Regions from separate parts of the Mus musculus genome. Here all the other regions are linked to region 3. Evidence: chromatin contacts called from public HiCAR-type and HiChIP or PLAC-seq data. All regions are on one chromosome and are shown on one strand. The core of a region is the stretch at or near the end of the contact, and the rest is flanking DNA. Distances in the headings are between cores, read along the strand shown. Region 1 holds the start of Naf1 (nuclear assembly factor 1 ribonucleoprotein). Region 2 overlaps Marchf1 (membrane associated ring-CH-type finger 1). Region 3 holds the start of Tmem192 (transmembrane protein 192).

Region 1 (3,952 bases), core at 709-3,208, 1.9 Mb after region 3:
AATTGACTACGATGTTTTTTTCTGAGTCAATTTTAAACAGTCATTAGCATTTTTTCAACTTCTCCAGTTTTACAGGTGTCTTAATCAGGGTTTCTATTCCTGCACAAACATCATGACCAGGAAGCAAGTTGGGGAGGAAAGAATGTACTCAGCTTACACTTCCATACTGCTGTTCATCACTAAAGGAAGTCAGGACTGGAACTCAAGCAGGTCAGGAAGCAGGAGCTGATGCAGAGGCCATGGAGGGATGTTAGTTACTGGCTTGCTTCCCCTGGCTTGCTCAGCTTGCTTTCTTATAGAACCTAAGATTACTACCAGCCCAGGCATGGCACCACCTACGAGGTGTCCTCCCCCCTGTATCACTAATTGAGAAAATGCCTTAAAACTGGATCCCATGAAGGCATTTCCTCCTTTCTCTGAGATAACTCCAGCTTGTGTCAAGTTGACACAAAACCAGCAAGTACAATAGATAACATCAACTTCTTTGTTCTTTCCTAGGTCACAAATTTTCTAGTACCTTGTTAAGGTCTTAAGATTTTGAATTGTCATTTATTCTACCTCATTGACTTAACCCCTAGTTTAGACTGCAATCATCTAATTTCTGAAAAAAATATAACATTTTGCTGCCCACAGAAATATTCTAAATAACATGTTGTCTCTTCTAAAATTCAGCTGTGTATCTCTACATATCAGTCATTATCAATGATACATATTATTCATAAATCCATGCTTTGGTTCACTTTGCAGGGGTATCTGTACAATGAATGCATGCTAGACAAGTCTTGCTTCTCTATACCATCTTATTTAATGTTCTATAAACTAAATGAGATAGTATTTTTGTCTGTATTCTACAGGTAAGTAAGATTTAGTTACACCCGGTTGCATATTTCAAGAAAAATGATAGAATTGGGGTTTTAGGATATGAGTATTTACTTGGGAAATATTGCCTTAGTACCTACCGTCTTGGATTTCTATTTCATCTGGAAGGGTTTCCAGGACACAGCCCACCAATTTTAACTTTCCATTGTTGTGCCTTTGAACAGTCTATTCTATACTTCAATTCTCTGCCAAGGATTCACCTTTGCTTTTAAAACTCACATTGGATTGTAAGCATTGTAATGTGCAGGAATGCCTGGATTGCTTCTTCTTTTACTTTAACTGAGAGTCTTCTATGGAGCTCCTACAATCAATTGTCAGTAAATAACATATAAAATTTTACATAGTCCTTCATGAATATGTATGCCTACTAAGTTGTTGCAATATTATTAGGTGAGACATTGATGCATCAAATTGAAGACCCAGAAAACCAGAAAAGTTTGATCTTTTCCTAAATCTTCTTTTGTAGTCTTGGCCTGTCCTGGAACTAGCTCAGTAGACCAGGCTGGCATCAAAATCACAGAGATCCACCTACCTCTGCCTCCTGAGTGCTGGGAATAAAAGCATGCACCAACACCTGGCGATAACTCCCCAAGTCTTAAGAACTTGGTGCTTGAGTGCCTTACAATCTGACGAAAAGATCTCCAGATTAAAATGCTACATTTTAGAGTCACCCCACACTTCCTATGAAGCAGCATCAACTATGATATAGCCCTGCCATAACATTATCAGTAAAATCCTTTACAACTCTTGTCTTTTCAATATACTGGAGAAAGAAAAGTATTGTTTTTTCTCTCACGGTGAGAATGTAAATGTGGTTTTATTTTCATTTAACTTTCAAGATAAATTACTAAAAGCGTCTTTTGAAGACGTTCTGACTCAAGATTCTCAAGTACAGAAACTAGTACTATAATCCTCATTCATTCCCACCACGCCTGGAAGCCCTCGCTTTAGTGAGCAGCACAGTTCACCAGAAGCAGTGAACTTGGCGGACTTAGGACCGCGCGGAAGCCAAGTTTCCTCCATAGTTGGAATCCTTCAGCCCCTGGGAACCGGCGTCTCGTTCATGACGTCACCGGCCCTCCCGGAAGTCCCGTGAATGATGCCGGGGGCGTGTCCTCAGGTCGGTCCGCGTGCGGTTACCTGAGAAACGCGCGGGCTTCAGCGTGGCCGAGTTGGCTAGCTTGGCTTCTGAGGAGACCCTCGCGCTGCTCTGCGGCCCGGGCGGCGCCATGGAGGTGGTGGAGGCCGCCGCGCAGCTGCAGACGCTCAAGTTCGGCGGCTCCGGCCAGGGGTCGGCAGCACCGCAGCCACCTGAGGATCGCCGGGAGGCCCCGCCGCCGGGGGTGCAGCCGCCGCCGCCAGCCCCGAGCTCGGATCCCGGCGGAAGACCACCGCCGCTGCCAGCCCCGAGCTCGGATCCCGGCGGAAGACCACCGCCGCTGCCAGCCCCGAACTCGGATCCCGGCGGAAGACCACCGCCGCTGCCAGCCCCGAGCTCGGATCCCGGCGGAAGACCACCGCCGCTGCCAGCCCCGAACTCGGATCCCGGCGGAAGACCACCGCCGCTGCCAGCCCCGAGCTCGGATCCCGGCGGAAGACCACCGCCGCTGCCAGCCCCGAACTCGGATCCCGGCGGAAGACCACCGCCGCCGCCAGCCCCGAGCTCGGATCCCGGCGGAAGACCACCGCCGCCGCCAGCCCCGAACTGGGATGCGGGCGGAAGACCACCACCGCCGCCAGCCCCGAACTCGGATCCCGGCGGAAGACCGACTCCGCCGCTGCCAGCCCTGAACTGGGATGCGGGCGGAAGACCACCGCCGCCGGGCGGGGCCTGGGTCACCGGCCGGAACGCCGCGGAGCCGCCGCCAGTGCTGCAGGCCTCGGACTCCTCGGACTCGGATTCGGACAGGTCGAGTGCACGAGAGGCCGGAGGGGGGCCGGGGACACGGGGCCTGGGGAGCGGGGCGCGCGGGCGTGCTCTGCGGGGCGGCGCAGCCGAGCTCCGTGCCACGTGCTCTCTGGGAGCTGGGACCCCGGGCTCGCCGGAGTGCTTCCCATGGTCCCAGCTACTTCTAGGAGTTCCCGCTTCCTTTCCAAACGTGATAGTCCCCAAAGTTACACGTGAAGTTAGTCACATGTTTGCAGTGTAGAAGCCTCGACGTTGGTAGATTATTTGTAAAATTACTCTGCTATGTTATTACCATAGGAACTCAGTTTAACATGTGCATTGGGGTTAGAAATTCTGACTCTTGTTTCAGTTCAGAATTGCTACGTTTTTCGTCGAGACTACTTTTTTGAGACCTCAGGAGTTAAGGGTCAGGAACAGGATTACCTTATGTTTCAAACTTCATTGCCCCCCTTTCCAGCGAGGATCTGGTGTAGCCCAGACTGGTCTGTAGCCTGGGAGGCTGACGTTGAACTCCTTGGTCCTCCTGTCTCCACCCTCCCAAGTGCAGGGTTGTACAACCATCCACTACTGTTCTCTACAAGTTGCTTCTTGACAGTTAATGGTATTCTGTAGACTCTTCATAGGGAGCTGGGTTCTATGAAATTTGCAAACCAGTTTCTTGGTATTTGGGGCTCTGTGCTTTACACAGACATTTCCTCTGTGTGTTGTTCATTTGTGGAAGAAGGCCCAGAACATAGAAGGCTATCAAACTACAAATGTTTGAGTAAGCATGGGGTGAGGGGGTTTCGGGAGATGGAACACTTTTAGGAAACCACTGAGAGAGGCAAGGGAGAATGGTTTCTACAAAAAGGAGAAGGTGTGAAGAGATTGGTGGAGGGAGCTAAGCCAATTATGAACAGCTTGGTTTTTTGGCAGTTCTAAGATGGTAGTCATCTTGTAAGCAGAGCCTGCACTATTGGGGAACAGATACAGGGGGTCGATCAGGAGCCAGAGTTGGAAAGGAAGCATGGGATACAGTCAGTAGTATTGGGAATTGACTTGTGACCCGTGTGGCAGAGGATACTACCTGTGTGCTAGGTAGATAATGTTTTGTTAATAGAACCATTCATTTCAAGTGTTTGATAATCGCTGTGTGACTTTTTCTGGGGAGATGTGAACAGACAT
Region 2 (4,048 bases), core at 969-3,468, 1.5 Mb after region 3:
CTTTTTCCATATTTGTTTTTTTTTTAACTCAATTGTGTGCTTGTCAGGCATGAAGTTTGCAAATGACACCATGTCACAATGTCAAAAGTTACATAAGCCTACAAAGAGTGACCTCGAGTTTAGCTTAACAGACTGTGTTGATGTTCACAAGTGAGTAAACAGGTTAAAACTATAAATGTCTACAATTTGATACATTCAGTCTATGTAGCAATTATATCTTGATAAAGCTGTTGTCTATCCAAGCAGAAAGCATGGGTAGGTAGATCCCATTATTAATTTCTTGCATGTCCTTATAAGAAATAGAGATAGTATCTCCAAAGCCTTCCTCTAGATAGTTCAGGTTGGCCTCTGGATGTACAAAGGCCCTAGAGCATCATAAAAGGGTGTGTCATCCTGGCCATGCAGAGATGTACTTGAAGAAGCATGCTAACATGGAAGGAAATACTCTGTTAGACAACCAGTGGATGACTCCATTCCTGAGCTCTGCTAGAATGAGGAACCATGTGCTTGAGACGCAACACAATAGTCTTAGGAAAGGACAGGAGGTCTTTGAGAGGGGATTCAAGCCCTGTGCAGATCCTGTCCTTATCTTGTTTTTAATTTTTATTAACTTTTAAATTAGCATACAAAATGCTGAGTTTCACTATGACATTCCCATGCATATACGCCAACCATTGATTGCAGCTTGCACGTGCTCTCCTCACTACTTGCCCTCATCCCTCCTCCTTGTCTTGCTGATCCTCTTCCCTCCCAGTTGTGCCCCTCCAGATCTCTTATCACATAGCTATCTGTATATATTTAAATGTAGATTCTGTTTATGAAATGAAATACATATTTATCTTTCTTCTTCACTTTGCCTTACTGTCCCTTGTCCCTTGTTTCTCCTCCCTGATCATCTCTTAACACTGTCTCCCAGAGTGGTCCTTTGCTGGTCTGTTCTCCAACTGTTTCCTACGCAACTGTCTCTGCAAGGGTTTATCCTCCTTATCATCTTCTGACCACTGCCTCCCTCTGTGTATATGCTCACTCTCTCCTGCAGTTCTCTGCTCTCTTCTTAGGTCAAAGGGACCATTTTTTCTACATTCTGAATCATTAGCAACTCCCCAAATCCCCACCCCATCCTTCAAGTGCTAAGAAAACAAAACAAAGAGACACAGAGTTATGAGAATATTTTAAAAGGTTTGAATTGCTTATATTCCAGCGTATTCGAATGTACATACAAAGATAAAGATTGCAGATGAAATTAGGGGTAATTTTTATCTGTTTTACATTTCTATGTTTTATAAATTATTTCTAGTGAATAGGCAGTTGATAAAAAAAATGATAACATTGTAAAAGACATAGACACAAATTTCCATGATAGAGGCGAAGTCAGTACCAAGAGAGACAAGTGAAAAATAAATGGGAAAGTAGTATTGGGTCAATAGTTGAAGGGCATGGTTTGTTTGGACTGTACAGGGACCTTCTGTCCTCACAAATAAGAAGAAGGGAAGTGAGAGGGCTCAGAGCAGTTAAAAATATGCACTTAGTCTGAAGACAGGAAGTTAGGGGAGTTTACCCGTTAGGAGTATCCGTGTTCTCCAAAGCAGAAGTGATCTTTGAGCAGACCTACTGTCACATCAGGACATCCTCTCTTCGGGAATACTGTAGGAGTTAGAAGTTTTCCCCCTCCTGTCCCCATCACCCTCACAGCTGCACAAATGGCCTTTGATGACCCAGAGAACCCATGTTCAATGTAACTGGAGATTTGCTTGACTGTAGCACATTTGACCAGCATGACCTGAGACTTTCCCATCCCTGTCTCCCGCCTGCAAGTGCCTGAAGTTTATTTTCTATTTCTGCATAGATCATCCAGGCTGGCCTGCATCTCTTCCTGTGACTCTGAGCTTAGAGACTAGTCAGGTTGTAGAGTTCACCTCACATTTGGTGAGGTCAGCACCAGCAAAAAGAAAATGCCATCTTGAAGCAGGGCTTGCCACCTTTCCCAGCTGTGCCTCCTCCCTCTGCTTCCCCATCCTCTTCTCCTCAGAAGGAAGGACAGACATACTATTTGCATGCTTTATTCCAGAAGAGGTCAGCTTACATCTGTGTCCCCCATGGTTTCGGTTTCTGTGTCACGTAGTCATTGTGAAACTTCTTTAGAAGAATTGTATGAAGGACATCCCGGAATACCATCCACTTTTATCTGGCCACTAGCCAGGCGACATCAGTCCTGAACTCTGTACTCCTTGATGCTGACTGAGTAGCAAAGGCATTCATGGCCATCTGCACACTTGTTCCTCTTCCTGGGCCTTTTCTTCTCAGGCACATCCTCAGCCAAATCTCTGTTCCACACAGTACTACCCAGTTTAAGATATTCTAAAATTCCCTGCCCCTTCCCCTTGTATCACAGTCTATCAGAAGGTATTTATGATCTTCAATAGAACAGAGATACTTACAAAGAAATGTCAAAGAACCATGCTCCATTTTCAACTTGGTAATTGAACTTTGCCTCTTTGGTGGTTTGCTGTTAGTTTCACTGGTTACCATTTTTTTAGTTTTTAATTTTGTGTGTGTTTGTGTACTTGCACACATGTGCACATGTTTGCTGTTGGACGTGTGTCAAGGTCAGAATGACCATGAGAATCAGTTCTCTCCTTCTGCCATGTGGGATTGGGACATTGGACTCCAGTCACTGGGCTTTGCAGCAGACACCCTATCCTACTGAACCATCTCACTCACCCTGATAGGTTGCTTTTCTGAGGTAGGGTCACACTCTGTATGTAGCCCAGGCTGATCTAGAATTCATATAACAGTCCAAACTGGCCTCAAACTTGAGGCAGTCCTCCTGCCTCAGTTTCCTGAGTTTGCTGCGATTAAACACGGACAACCATACACAAATCTTTGGGGATTTTCTAGTTTTGTTTTGCTTTCTTTTAATTAAAAACTATTATAAGAATAAGGTCAGACTATGCAGTAATTTCTCCCACCAAGATGGGATCTAGTGATCTACAACAGCTAATGCTTCAGTAGAGAAAACAGTTCCTTATTGAATAAACTCATTAATAAATAGTAAACCGTAGTAATAAGTAGGAATGAATGACATAGAGAAGGAAACACTGTTAACCTAATTTCATAAAATTTCTAATTGGAAAGAACAGAATGTAATAAACTACTAAATAAGTGCTTTAAAATAAGTGTTCCTCGAGTAAGTATTATTTTTCTCCTTTATACCTTCCATGCGGAGAATTAAACCCAGGGCCTTGTATATGCCAAGCCAATGCTATCCCACTGAGTCACAATCCTAGCCCCCAAGATTACTCTTAAACATTAGACAGAAAAGTGGAGCTGTTATTGAAGGGGAATGTTGCCAGGTCTTAGAAAATTCCTCACAGGAATTTGCAAGCCTAAGGGGCCATTATAGGAAAGAGAGTATCTAGGCACAAGTTCTCTAAGTCCCAGAGAAATCACTCTGGCATTCCTCACACCTGTGTTAGATCCTGAGGCCTCCTGGGGCTGTCCTTATTATAAACCAATTTCTCCCTGAAGAGTTTGACCATGGTAGAATGGAACAGAGTTCCCCTTCGGATGATGCCAATACTAGCACAAAAGTGTCTGTCCCATATGTAAGTGAGCGTTTCCCGTTTTTCTCCCACTTAATTAGTCACTCTTCCTGTTGCTGTGACAAGACAACCATTTCCAACAAAATAAGCATCTTGAGAAGGGTTTGTTTTGGTTCATAAGTTGAAGTTAGAGAGAAGGTGATAGGGAAGGCATGATAATGGGAGCATAAGTCAGTCAGTCACATTCCTAGAAATAAAGAATAATCAAGTTTTAAATTGCATTCTTATTAATGCAAACATGTGTGAATGCCTGTGTACATACATGCATGCCTCTGTGTGTGTGTGAGAGAGCATGTGTGTGTGTGTGTGTGTGTGTGTGTGTGTGTGTATGTGTGTGTGTGCGCGCGTGCTCATGAGCATCTATGTGCAAGCATGCATGCATGCATGCGTATCTTATGAAGCATTTGTAGAGGTCAAATGACAACTTTGTAGAGTTTGTTTACTCC
Region 3 (4,251 bases), core at 516-3,015:
CACACACAAACAGGCACATGCTCAAGCATGCACACACACATTTCACATTGCTGCCTTGCAATCAGAAAGGGGACTAGCTGGGAAAAGAAAGGGAATGAGTGGGAGGGGGCAAGAGAAGGCAACGGGCGCTGTATATAACTAAAATACCTTATACACACACGTATGAGAATGCCATAATGAAACCTGTTATTACATATAATTAACAGACGCCAGTAAATGCTCATTTAAAAGAGTAAAGGCCAGTTAAAAGTGTGCAGTACATAAGGAAATGTCCTTTGAGGATTTCAGGGCTGTTCCTTCCCAGGGTCTGTGGAGAAGCTGGTTGTAGAGAGGAAGGAGCCAACATGATTCAGCTAGCTGTTCCAGGACACGAGGACAGGCATTCTTTCCAATGGACAAGTCTAGTCACTGTCCTTGGGGCCCAGTCTGCTCGGCGTTGATGACATCTTTGCCTTCCAATTCCTCTTCAACCACAGACCTTGAGGACTCTTCCTCAAATCTCTCTTCATTCTTCATGAGATATCTCGTGTAACCCAGGCTTGCCTCTAACGCACTATAAAGCAAAGCCTGGCTTTGATATCACGATTCTCTTGTCTCCTCTAAGACCTGGGACTACAGGTGTGTGCCACCACACCCACTTCCCCAGTTGGATTCTGTGTGTGTGTGTGTGTGTGTGTGTGTGTGTGTGTGTGTGTGTTTAAAACTTGGCCTGCAGAGATGGCTCAGTGCTTAAATGCACTAACCACTCTTCCAAAAAAAACCTGGGTTTGATTCCCAGAACCACTGTCTAACTCCAGTGTCTCATCTGGCCTCCCTGGGCAATAGGCACACACACAGTGCATAGCCACACATGCAAATAAAACACTGAAATGCATAAAATAAAAGCATTTTAAAAATACTTTGTATATAAAACAAAACAACTCATCCGTTGCGATGATGCACACTAGCGATGCCAGATTTCACTGTGTGAAGGCAAGTGGATCAGGAACTGAAGGCCCGTTTCAGTGCACATCAATTTCTAGGTCAGTGTGAGCTACTTGAGACTTTGTTTTAATTTTTACAAAAATGAGGACTGGGCAATGAATGGCTTTTGCTGTCAAGTCCAGGATTCACATAGTGGAAGAACTGACTTAATCTTGGGTCAAGTGTGGCGGCTCATCCGAGCATTCCACTAGGCAACAAAGACAGGCGAATCTCCGAGGGTTCAGTCTGGTCTACATAGTGAGTTCCGGAACACGTAGCGCTATGTAGAGAAACCCTGTCTCATAAAAACAAAACTGAAACCAAAAATAATCAAAGGACAGAAAAAGAAGAGATGGGGAAGGGGAAAACAGAAACAGAATACCTTAAAAAAAAAAAAAAACTACAGAAATTTCCTGTGGAGACATCTGTAAATCGTGTTATAGAAATTGGAATCTATTCTAATTAAGTCCCTCTACAGGTGGAATTGCGATTTTTACTGCGTCTTTTTCCAAACAGAGCTATCTATATTGTTGCAAACAAAAATTGCGCCAACAGAAATAAGTTAATATTCTAAAGAGAAGTAGTTTACTTGGTTTAAATGGTTGCTCGAGAAATTCATCCTTTAATTTCCAAATCTCTGATAAATGGATGAAGCAACAGTTTAGGGGAAACCCCAAAACAACCGCCTGGGCTACACTGCAGCTCAAAGCTGGAGTCTGCAGGGGGGGCCACGCCCCTGGCTGCTGATCGGCTGATCTAGGTGGAGGGGCGTGGCCTTCGGCGGCCGGGGCGGGGCGAGCGCAGAGTGGGTGTGTCCGAGGCGGGGCGCGCAGGTCCTAGTAGGTGCGACTGTCCCGGGCCGTCGGCGCCCGGGCGCTGGTGGAGAGGTCAGGCTGGCGGGGCATCGGCCCGCGACGGCGGGTCATGGCGGCGGCCGGCCGGCTGGAGGACGTGAGTGAGGCGCCGAGCCCTGTCCCCGCCATTCGGCTTCCTGTGCTGGGCTCAGGGGGCGGAGACTGCGGGCTAGGAGCTAACCAGAGCCGCAGCGGCTCGACCATCGGGGACGCAGGGTGCGGGGTGACGCGACGGGCGGGGACCGCGGACCCCGGGAACGTCTTCCTGAACGATCGGAGGGACACGGCAGGGTGGGCGTGCGGGACCCTTCACTCGGCGGCTCACGTGCAGTGCGCGTCTTTGGTTCCGGAAATGGGAGCTTCACGTGATGCGAGCTGGCTTGATCTGTCCTTCCTGGGAGAGACTGACAGGCGGGCTTGCAAGCCCGGGTGACCCGGCTTCTGTGGGCCCTCCTGCGTTGGTCGGAGAGCACCCGGAACTTGGAGTGACTCTAACCTCCAGCATCCCTCGGGCGGACTTGTAGCTCTCATCTCCCGGAAACGCAGATTGGCGCATAACAGTTATCATGTGCTGTTTTGAATGTAGGCATGATAGGAACAGTGCTTGGTTGCTTTAAAAAAAAAAAGTATTCGGTTGCCCAGTTCATGATGTAGCCATTATAGAATAATACAGTTGCAAAAATCTTGAGTTTGCAAGCTCATTAAGACACTGATTTATTTGAAATTGGGTGTGGGGCGGGGGAAACACTTTGGGAGGAAACATGCGTTTGTTTCCAGAACAAACTGTTTTGTCCAGTGGCATAATACAATTCCTGCCCTTGAGAAATGCAAGGCTGACATTATCTTAGCACAGTGACCTGAGCTAATAACTAATAAAAACATTATCATGGTCTTAGTATAAAAGTACATCAAAATAATAATAATAATAATGATAATAATAATAATAATTAATAATAGCAAGGTTCCAGAACTGTAAGGGCTTAGATTCTTGTGTGTTTGGGTCCTGCAGTCATTTATTTATTTATTTGTTTATTTAAGACTTGCTATGTAGCCCTAGCTGGCCTGGTACTCATTATATAGCCTAACCTGGCCTCAGATTTGCCTATCTTCCCTGACTCAACCCATTTTAATGCTAGGATGATGTAGCTAGTTACATTTTCTTGATGAAATATGTTTCTAACAGCAGGACTAATCTAGTTATTTTTCAACTGAGAAAATGGGAAAGCAACTACTACTTGGAAACTTAATACTTAGGCCTCTCATGGAGGGCAGTCTTGTAGCTGCCCTAACCAGACTAATCCTGGCACTATGTCATGCCATATGGCCACCTCTACCTCTCTGCTCAGCTCTGGTCCTGTTTACCCCCTTGTCTGCTGGCTGAATCCCTCACCTCTGATTTCTTCTCCCAGAATCCCTTTCTCTCCTGGAAAAGCCACCCTCCACTTCCTGCCTAGCTCTTGTCTCTCCTCTCCTTATTACAGCCAATCAGATACGATTCTAGATCAGATGGGGAGAATGAATATTTACAAAATAGAAACCCAGTAATGGGCTGTAGAAATGGCAAGACCAGGATTCTGCCAGCATTTAGCTCTCTGCTGGTCCAGAATTAGCAATTGGAAACACAGAGACACACCTTCACAGAATGTACCCCAACTTGAATATGCTGCTGTTTCCTTACCTGAGATCTGTCGTCTACAAACGGCCTTTTGTTGTATGACTACCATCAGACCAAGAGAGGGAGAGGGGAAATATTTAAAGATATTCCCACATGGATTTTTGTTTTTTGTTTTTTTGTTTTTTTTTTTACAGGCTCATACTAGGTAACTCAGGCTAGCCCCTGGCTTACAGTAATCCTCCTCCTGAAGCCTCCTACATGCTGGGATTATAAACAGCACATGCCACTATACCTGGGTCCCAGTAAGGCTTAATACAGCATAGACATCAAGTCCCCAAAGGAAGCAGTTACTGGGGGAAGAAAATGAAGAGACAGTATTGAGGTCAAAACAATAGCTGAGTTCTTTGGTAGTAACTCACTCGATCATAAGTCATGGCAATGGGTTGGGCGAACGTGGTAGAGTTCTTGCTCGTTTAGCATCCACACAACCCTGAGCTCAGTCTTTAGCACCACATAAACCAGGCATGGTAGCACACACCTGTGGTCCCAGCACTGAGGAAGTAAGGGGAGGGAATCTTAAATTCAAGGTCACCCTTGGCCTTAGGGAGTTACAGACCAAAATAGAGGAAGTGAAGGAATGATTTGAGGTTCTGGGGATGTAGTTCAGTGTTAGAGCAGTTGTGTAACACACATGAGGTCCTAGGTGTGGGGTGGGGGGAGACTTGTAAGAAGATAGAAAAGTTGATTGATGAATTGATTGAAAATGATTCAAGCCAGGCAGTGGTGGCTCACTCTTTAATCTCGGCACTCAGGAACTAG

The links. HiCAR-type assays count read pairs that join an accessible place to other places. HiChIP or PLAC-seq counts read pairs in DNA pulled down with a chosen protein or histone mark.
Region 1: a contact with region 3 is called in a HiCAR-type map of astrocytes, with 6 times the contacts expected there. The contact joins the promoter of Naf1 here to the promoter of Tmem192 in region 3. A contact is called at or near these places in 2 of 39 promoter capture datasets (hippocampal neurons and pre-B cells), 7 of 484 Hi-C or Micro-C datasets (CD4 T cells, CD8 T cells, LSK cells and 4 more), 7 of 115 datasets of contacts at active chromatin or transcription factors (astrocytes, double positive thymocytes, effector CD8 T cells and 4 more) and 1 of 9 other capture datasets (adipose tissue).
Region 2: a contact with region 3 is called in an H3K4me3 HiChIP or PLAC-seq map of pro-B cells, with 22 times the contacts expected there. The contact joins the enhancer-like site here to the promoter of Tmem192 in region 3. A contact is called at or near these places in 4 of 39 promoter capture datasets (cranial neural crest, embryonic stem cells, hippocampal neurons and 1 more), 2 of 15 datasets of contacts at CTCF or cohesin (large pre-B cells and pro-B cells), 6 of 484 Hi-C or Micro-C datasets (B cells, the N1E-115 cell line, Th1 cells and 3 more) and 13 of 115 datasets of contacts at active chromatin or transcription factors (the SCID.adh cell line, astrocytes, bone marrow-derived dendritic cells and 8 more).

The regions. Positions count from the first base shown.
Region 1 is chr8:66,858,259-66,862,210 of GRCm38.p6, forward strand. It overlaps Naf1 (nuclear assembly factor 1 ribonucleoprotein), which reads left to right and starts at 1,959. Exons shown (of 8, transcript NM_001163564.1): 1 at 1,959-2,788. The coding sequence starts at 2,109.
Region 2 is chr8:66,436,538-66,440,585 of GRCm38.p6, forward strand. All of the region lies in intron 7 of Marchf1 (membrane associated ring-CH-type finger 1), which reads left to right. Among named protein-coding and RNA genes, the nearest start is that of Tma16, 48 kb to the right of the region's middle. Within about 2 kb of position 2,219, at least 59 of the 459 cell types and tissues checked have an H3K27ac peak or open chromatin away from gene starts, as enhancers often do. A contact at or near this core is called in bone marrow-derived dendritic cells, bone marrow-derived macrophages, pre-B cells and 1 more, where this site is marked.
Region 3 is chr8:64,945,420-64,949,670 of GRCm38.p6, forward strand. It overlaps Tmem192 (transmembrane protein 192), which reads left to right and starts at 1,766. Exons shown (of 6, transcript NM_028427.3): 1 at 1,766-1,914. The coding sequence starts at 1,888.